2 separate regions of the Hordeum vulgare genome follow, and region 2 is linked to region 1. A link is a contact called in public Hi-C data. All regions are on one chromosome and are shown on one strand. Each heading gives the region's core, a stretch centred on a gene start, on an enhancer-like site or on the middle of the called end of the contact. The rest is flanking DNA. Distances are from core to core; before and after follow the strand shown.

Region 1 (4,049 bases), core at 241-2,740:
TGAATTTGAAATGAGGAATGATCAAGCCTCACAGAGAATTATGTCAAAAGAGCAATTAAAAATGGCCTCAAAGAAGTCCAAGAAAATGTCATGGTATTCTCAGAAAATATTGGCAAGAGGGAAAGTGCAAACCAATACTTTTGGGATCACATGAATATTTATCTTGGGCATTTGAGTTAATCCAAATATTATTTGCATTGGATTTATATCTATCATATATTAAATATATGTCCAATAGTTTTGAAACTTATTATGTGTGGCATTGGTTAATTCCACTTATTACACATGATTATTTTTCAGGATTTTAAAAAATGGTTTTATATTTTTATTAAACCAAAACATATTGCAGAAAATAGAAAACAATATAAATTAGAAAAGAGAGGGAATACCTGGGCCACTTACGTCGCACTGTAGCTAGCAACCGCTCCCAGTCGTCTACCACCTCGAGCCTACTCGCACAGGCGTGTCGACGCGCGCTCGACCGAGGCCTCCACCTCCTCCCTGCCTGCCTGGCTTCTCGTCGATGCGCCTAGACGATGCCATGCACGCCTCCGTGTCCATATCATCCTCTCTCTCGCTTTCCCCCTCTCTCCTGCCCGAATACGAGCTCGACCGAGCGAGCTCGTCGACGCCGCTTGCCACAGCGTTGCCACCGGCCACCCCTAGCCCCTCTGCCTTGTCCAACGGAACTGCCTTGTCGCCGTGGAGCTCCAAGACGAAGCACGCGGCCACAAGAGGCTGCAGCTCCGCCATCATCGTCGTCTTCAACCTCAGGCATCCGATATCGCCACCGCGATTCGTCGTCTCCAGGGCGCCCCCGAGCTCGTTGACCAGCCCATCGGCGCTGTTGTGAGCCTCTCATAGAAACCCACTTGCCCCCGTCGTCGATTTCATCCTGTAGCCACCGGTTTGTCGATGACCGAAGTGCACCGCCGCCTGAGCTCATCGTCGGCAGGGCTCCGATGACCATTTGGTCACTCGGCTATGCCCAAGAGCGTTGTGAGGCCCCGTAGATGCTCCCTAGATGCCTAACTCGCTCGCTCACGCGCTCTAGCCACATCTGCCGCATGCACCGTTGCACCACCGCTGGTCCGCTCACCGTCGCCGTTGCTACAGACCACCCGAGCAGCTCCCGCTAGCCCCACCTGACGCGCGCAGATCCCAGCTCTGCAGCGCACCCAACCGCATCCGAAACCGACATGTGTGGATGTTTTCCGGTGATGCTCGAGCCATGCCACAATTGTTTTGGTCACCGCCGGCGCGCCACCGTGTTTGAACTCCGGTGTGTCACCAACGTGTGGACCCCGCTAGCCAGAGATTAATTTAGATGCTAATGACGTAGCTAATCAAATCCTCAATCGGTGTCAATGGGCCTAGGCCTATTAATATTAGCTAGGTGTTAATTAACCCTGCTTAATACTCTAGTGTCACTGACTAACGGGCCCGAGGTGTCAGTTTTGACCTGGCCATGTCAGGGTTGACTCACCCCACTAGTAAGCCTCTCGAGACGCCCCTGTGTCATTGACATGTGGGTCCAGCCAGTCAGATTTGACCTGGACAACCATGTTAACTGCTTTCGCAAGCATGACCCTTCCTCATGACGCAATTAATAATTTCTGGATTTAGAACAGCCCAGGAATTCCAGAAAATACTTTAAACTTCAAAATTCATAGAAATTCAACTATAGCTCAGATTGAAATAATTTATAAATGAAAAATTATAAGAAAAATCCAAGGAATTTGTTTATGGCATTCTCATGCATGTTAGAACAACCTATGTCCTCTGTTTAGGAAAATTCAATTAAATGACATTTAAATAATCACATATGGAGTTTGAATTTGAACCTTCGGTTCAAACCAACTTCATTTAATTTTGTAGCTAGATGCATTAGCTCAAACAACATCATATTGCCATGCCATGCTCATGCATCATAATGTTGTATTCCCGTGAATTAAATGTTGTTCCTTTTGTTGTTGTCGGTATTTGTTCTCCCTTGGTAGACGTTGTTCCGACGCTGTGATCGTTGTCACGGATGAAAACTCATTGTTATCTTCAAAAGTGCCACGCAAGCAACCCCCCTTGAGCATACTGATATAAACCCACTCTCTCGCTCCTGCTCTCTTTTACTGCATTAGGGCAATCACGATTCAACTGTACATGTTTTCGGTAGTTGAACCCATTCCTTTTAATGACCCGTCCTTGTCATAGTAAATAGTTGAAACCACTTAGCATGAGTAGTAACTCCTTGAGCCTTGTTGTGCTTACTCCTTCATGATTGGTTACTATGAATCCTATGCTTAGAGTTGTGTCGGGTCTGATCCATCTCGGTGATGAATTGGATTGATCATGTCCTAATGATGAGATTTAAGTATCTTGACCTGTTTTGGTCAGGATAGTGATGAGAGGCCATCTTGGAAAACATGGTGGATTATGTTGTGATACGGCTCATAGGAACTGGGTTCCGTGCTTATCACAGCCTACCTCGTTGTTACATGGACATGTGCAGGTTAGGTGCTTAGGCATGTGGTGCATGGCGCGTGTGGTCGTTGTGGCACATGGCATGGCACATGTGCTGGACTGGACGCAGATATGTGTTCCACGAGGGAACGTTGTTGATGGGACGAGGACGTTGGTTCCTCTAAGTCAGGGTGAATGAATCCGATTTGGTAAAGGTAGCGATGAGGGGCTATGTAGGAGTACATGGTGGGTTGTCTCATTGGGACCGTCCTTAGGAACCGAGTTCTGTGTATGTGATCCAAGAGAGCTACTACCACATGTTGGGCCCTAAAATATGACCCCGCTCGACTTATTAATCACCTTGATCTCTGTTCAGGAGTTGCAACTAGTTTGTGATGTTTGTAGGAAAAGTGTTGGCGGCCGGTATTAGCTCTGCCCAACTGGGTAGGCTTCAGTGCGGTAGATACATAGTGGCACGGTGTACCAAGTGGCACCCGGATGGTGGGCTTGTGGAACCCTGCGCACATCGTTTGAGGCCGTAGAGGAAACTTCAGATGGACTTCCTTGCGAGTTAGTCTCAAATAGGCGATAAACCCGGACTAGGGTCTTGTGTGGTTAACGGTCGTGGTCTACATCCACGCCGTACTTCCACTTGAAGGTTGCCGAGATACATGATGTGTATATGGCGCTAAGTGGTGGAAACATGTGTGAAGAAGTGCACCCCTGCAAGGTTATGAATTTGTTCGAATAGCCCCATCCTTGGATATGGACTACTTAAAAAGCTTATGTGGTACATCGATAACTTGAAATGGATACTCTAAAATATGCAAGATAAGTGTGAGTGCTATGGATGGCCTTCTCGTAGGGAGACGGGAGTGGATCCATAGTGGCGTATTGATATAGTGAATATGTGGACTCGTGTGCGCTATCCCACCTCAAAGAAAGTACTTGTAGTCGTAGTACAGATTAGCCAAGAGTCAAAGTTGGCTTGCTGCAATATACTCTACAACCCCCTTTGTTGACAATGAGGCATATGTAGATAGTTCTAATGTAAGTCTTGCTGAGTACCTTTGTACTCATGGTTGCTTAATTTATGTTTTTGTAGAGGAGACCTTAGTCTCATTAAGGGTTTCTACACGAAGTTTGACGTTGACCGGGTTAGCTTGGGAATCCCAGACAGAGGTCTGGCTCCTTTGGTAGGGTCGTTGTAGATTTTCAGGCTCCTCCAGCCAGTTTTAGTAGATGTCTGTACTCAGACATGTTATGCTTCTGCTTGATTCTTGTATGACTTAGTGTTGGCTCATGCCCCTGTTTGTAATATCACACTATGTTGACTCTTAGGAGTCTTTAATAAAAGCTTGAGTTGTTGAGTTGTGTTGTGATGCCATGTTGTATCTACACATATTGTGCACATTGTGTGTATGTTTTGATATGCATTGTATGTGTGGGATTTGACACCTAGTTGTATGCCTTTAGTAGCCTTCTTTACGGGGAAATGTCCTTGTGTGCTTCCACTGAGCCTTGGTAGCTTGCTACTACTCCGGACACATTGATTGACCGACATGTATCCTTCTTTGTTGTTGTGTCTGTCC
Region 2 (4,267 bases), core at 516-3,015, 450 kb after region 1:
AATGATGTGATCCCGTTATCAAGTGACAACACCTTGTCTATGGTCAGGAAACCTTAACCATCCTTGATCAACGAGCTAGTCAACTAGAGGCTTACTAGGGACATTGTTTTGTCTATAGATCCACACATGTATCAGTGTTTCAAATCAATACAATTATAGCATGGACAATAAACGATTATCTTGAAACAGGAAATATAACAATAACTATTTATCATTGCCTCTAGGGCATATTTCCAACAATAATCATTGGCAACTTGTCCCCGATTGCTATAGTTCTTGGGCGTTTTATCTCTTGCTTGGAACTGGGGCTCAAAGGCTGGTTGGGTGCTGTAAGTAATAGCCGGTTCTTCCCGGCAATAGTTTCGGCACGCACAACTTACGCCTGAGGGTTTTCAGCTAGTGGAGTCACCTCATCGGCCTTCCGGGATTGCTTCCGATCTCCCTCAGCATCAATCTTGGCACTGTCCACGTCTTCGTGATCCACCATAGCTCCCTGCCCCGCTCCTCTTCCCGGGTGTGAGTTTCCTGCTGCTCCTCCATCGCGTCCTCCTCAATTCCCTCATTCGCCCGAGCGGTTCTCACCAGGTCCTGGACCTTCCCCTCGGAACCACTCAGCCCGCAGTTCCTTGAAAATGAGTGCAGACTTTGCATGGATTCCATCACCATGTTCCTTGTACTGATGACCCATGTGGCCACAAACTGCACACGAGTCTGGTAGTCGCTCGAATTTGATCTTTAAAATCTAGCGCACCCCTCCATGTATCAGGCTCACCGCATTCTTGAGAGGTTTGAAAACATTGATGTGAATTCTTACTCTAAAGAAATTATAATCAAAATCTTGCAATTTGTGTTCAGCGTAAACAAACTCACCAACTCTGCTAGCTAAGGCTTTGAGTAGGGGATAAAAGCCATCTCGGAGATCATGGACTTGCATCCAAAGTTCCAGAGTGTCGAGTTTGATCAGTGAGGGTTTCGTGAAGCCGTCGTACTCTGCCAGCATCACAACATTGCCCTTGAACGACCAGGGACTCTCCTCCATAACACGTTCCCAATCCCCAAGACACCCAAACTTCAAAGTGTACATGTTGTCTGCAAGGGGTCGTATTTGCACCTGTTGAGCCAGAACCCACGTTGCCCGCATGGTTTTGAAGAAGCCATACTGACTATACTTCTTTTCCGTGTGAACACTCGCAATAGCCATCCATCTCGTCGCCTTTGGCGACAACGGTTCTTCCTGTTCCACTACCACATCATCCAAATCCCCCTCCTAGAAGCCTAAATCGCTCATCAAGGCTTCTAGATCCGAAGTACCCTTAGAACTCGAAGCTCCTGTCACCATGTTGATTCTCTGACCCGAGAAAGATTCAACCGAGTGCTGCTGCAAAACCCTAGCGTTCTCTAGAGAACAATCCAAGCCAGCGCTCAGATCGGGCAGCGATCGAAGATCGTCGGAAGAACGATCCAAAGGTGTTTGGGGTCCTCGATTGGAGAGAGGGTAATCAAACCCTACGATGGCGATCAGATCGCCTTCGAAGGGAGAAGAAACCCTAACGAGAGGGTAGTACAATGCTCGATAGATTACTTTTTGTTTTAGGAGTCATCCTCGATAAATTACTACTCTCATATTTTGAAAAGGGAGGGAGTAGACGGCAAGGTCCATGTTGGGCCATTCCAGCAGCCCGATATACCGATTGGGCCTTGGGCCTCGGGCCTCGTTGGACAGCGGAGAAATGAGGAGATTGGTGGGGCCAGAGCACACACCGGCCTCAAGCGAATTTAGCGGCTGAAGACTTGGAGAAGAGGCAGAGCAGCTCCACCCCCTCCCTCCTCTCCCCGCCGCGCCGATCGATCCTCCTCCGCCTGACGTCACGCCCTCGCCTCTCCCCTTCCAGAAGCTTCCACACGCCATTGCGCCCCCCCCCCACCCCTCCAGAAGGTACGCACCCGCACCCTCCGGTCCGCACCTCGCAACGAGCGGTCGTGGTCGTGGAATCTAGAGAATCCGAGCAAACTTTTGTTAGATTTCGTAGGTTTCAGTGCCTCGTGGGAATGGGTTCCTTGTGCATCGCATCGCGTCGCATCGCATTGTTACGCTGTATACGGCATTATTATCACCTCGCCGTGAAGACGCATAATACTACAAATACTAGTGTATACCTTTTCAGTTATGTCCCCAACTAGGGGAGTACACCCGTGCGGTCGCGCGGCTAGATTCTAATACTAGGTTTTAATTTCAGATGGTACTTTTGATGAATGCAGAATTACTTGCATTTCTTGCTAAACTGCAAAGTATGTCACAGTTTTCGTATATACGTTGTTTGGAAACCAAACATGAGAATTGATTGCTTACTGATTAGCAGAAGGAAAAAGGAGCATACACAATTTTTTGCACCTAATTCTGATGCATGCTTTGTATGCCACTATGCAAGTGCCCATACCAGCGCTTTTAGAGAACATGCAAAAGCTTTGCATTTCAGGTGATCATCTTTATGAGTGATCTTACTTTGTCAGCGCTTTTAGAGAACATGCAAAAGCTTTGCAATTCAGGTGCATCTTTATGGATGATCTGACTTTACCAGATTGCTTAAATGCTTCATACTTTGCCAGTTGATATTCCATTGGTTGTACAATGGACCTGAACAGATTGAAAGACTAACAATCTAACATGCAATTAGTTCCTTGTATGTAAAGAATCTGCATTACATACATACCGTATTGTATTTTCAGTTTTTGTTTACAGCATGAAATTGTATTTTTCAGGGTTCTCTCTTCAAGGCATCTTTAATCTGTAGCCTTCCTCCCATAAGCTAGTATATAGCTGTCAAATCGCCCTTGAACAAGTATGAATCCTTATTTTGTTGGCCTTCTTGTGCCCATCGCGGTCTCTCTTCTGCTCCAGAAAAAGAGAAAGGTTGAAAAGAAGAGGGGTGTGCCAGTTGATGTTGGTGGAGAGCCTGGCTATGCGATCCGCAACCATCGATTTGAACGCCCTGTTGAAACACACTGGGAAGGGGTCAACACACTTGCTGAGCTGTTTGAGCATGCTTGCAAAGAGTACGTCTACATGCCCCTCCTTGGCACAAGGAAGCTCATTTCAAGGGAAATAGAATCATCACCTGATGGGAGGTCCTTTGAGAAGCTTCATCTGGGGGACTACGAGTGGAAATGTTACGCCGAGGCCTTCAAGAGTGTTTGCAACTTCTCTTCAGGATTGGTCAATTTAGGTCGCCAGAACAATGAGCGTGTTGCTATTTTTGCCGAGACACAGGCCGAGTGGCAGATTGCACTGCAGGTAATACCTTTTTTCCTGCAATCAATAGATAGATCAATCCATGCATTTTGGTGTCTTCACGTGGTACTACATGAGGTTCTTACTTTTCGTTACGTAAATTGTGGTCACTGGTCCACTTTATATCTTGAACACATCTGTGCGCATAAAAATCATAAATTAGTCAGGGTTCCTGCATAGCAGAGTGAATTATACACGGACTGTGAATTCAAAATGAATTCTCGAGGCATTTTTTCCCTTTCTAGCTACACAGCGAGTCCAAGTGCTGCTCACTCCCAAAATTTCTATACAAGCAGTATCAACCACTAAAAGGATATCCTGTCACCATATGTTCTATGCTTTTGCATTCTCATGTAAAGCGACGATAGAAATTTCACAAATATCAATGGCTAGCCCAATGTTTCATTATTATTATGCATGGATAGAAATTCCATATGTATCAATGGCTAGCCCAATGTTTCACTATTATGATGCATGACTGGATGAAATAGTCGTTGTGGTGGCAGATTTCTGTGATGCATGGAGACTTGGGATACAGGTCATACACCAATTTTATTTAAAAGAGGGATTATATACACCAAATGATGCATAAATATATTCATAGTACAATTTCTGTTTCACTATAACTGTTCCCAATCCAGCATGTGTGCAGACCAAATAAATTTTAATTTTGAGAAAATAATAATGAAAATTGTCCATGCTCAACCCTTTTAAATTACATTCTAGGACACTTCAATCTCTCCAGTAATACAAGTAGGTATAGAGAGGTTTTTTTATATGTACTTTTAAGTTATTGGTTGGATCGTGTTACTTAACTTCTATGCCACCAATTCATAGTTGGTTCCTCTGCACAAACATTCATTCTGGTAGCTATTCATTGTACGTTGAACTCTGGTCATTGTACTCAATTTCAAAGTTACTATTTTTGTATTTGCAAGGCATGCTTCAGACAAAACATAACAGTTGTCACCATCTATG

The links. Hi-C and Micro-C count contacts between places; a contact is called where the count stands out from the background.
Region 2: a Hi-C map of seedling shows a contact between it and region 1, with 2.2 times the contacts expected there. The contact joins the promoter of LOC123395029 here to the enhancer-like site in region 1. A contact is called at or near these places in 2 of 6 Hi-C or Micro-C datasets (leaf and seedling).

Annotation. Positions count from the first base shown.
Region 1 is chr5H:234,510,576-234,514,624 of MorexV3_pseudomolecules_assembly, forward strand. No RefSeq gene overlaps it. Among protein-coding and RNA genes, the nearest start is that of LOC123452839, 30 kb to the left of the region's middle. Within about 2 kb of position 1,491, at least 3 of the 3 cell types and tissues checked have open chromatin away from gene starts, as enhancers often do. A contact at or near this core is called in leaf and seedling, where this site is marked.
Region 2 is chr5H:234,957,961-234,962,227 of MorexV3_pseudomolecules_assembly, forward strand. It overlaps LOC123395029 (long chain acyl-CoA synthetase 9, chloroplastic-like), which reads left to right and starts at 1,766. Exons shown (of 12, transcript XM_045089944.1): 1 at 1,766-1,936; 2 at 2,761-3,292; 3 at 4,228-4,267. The coding sequence starts at 2,843.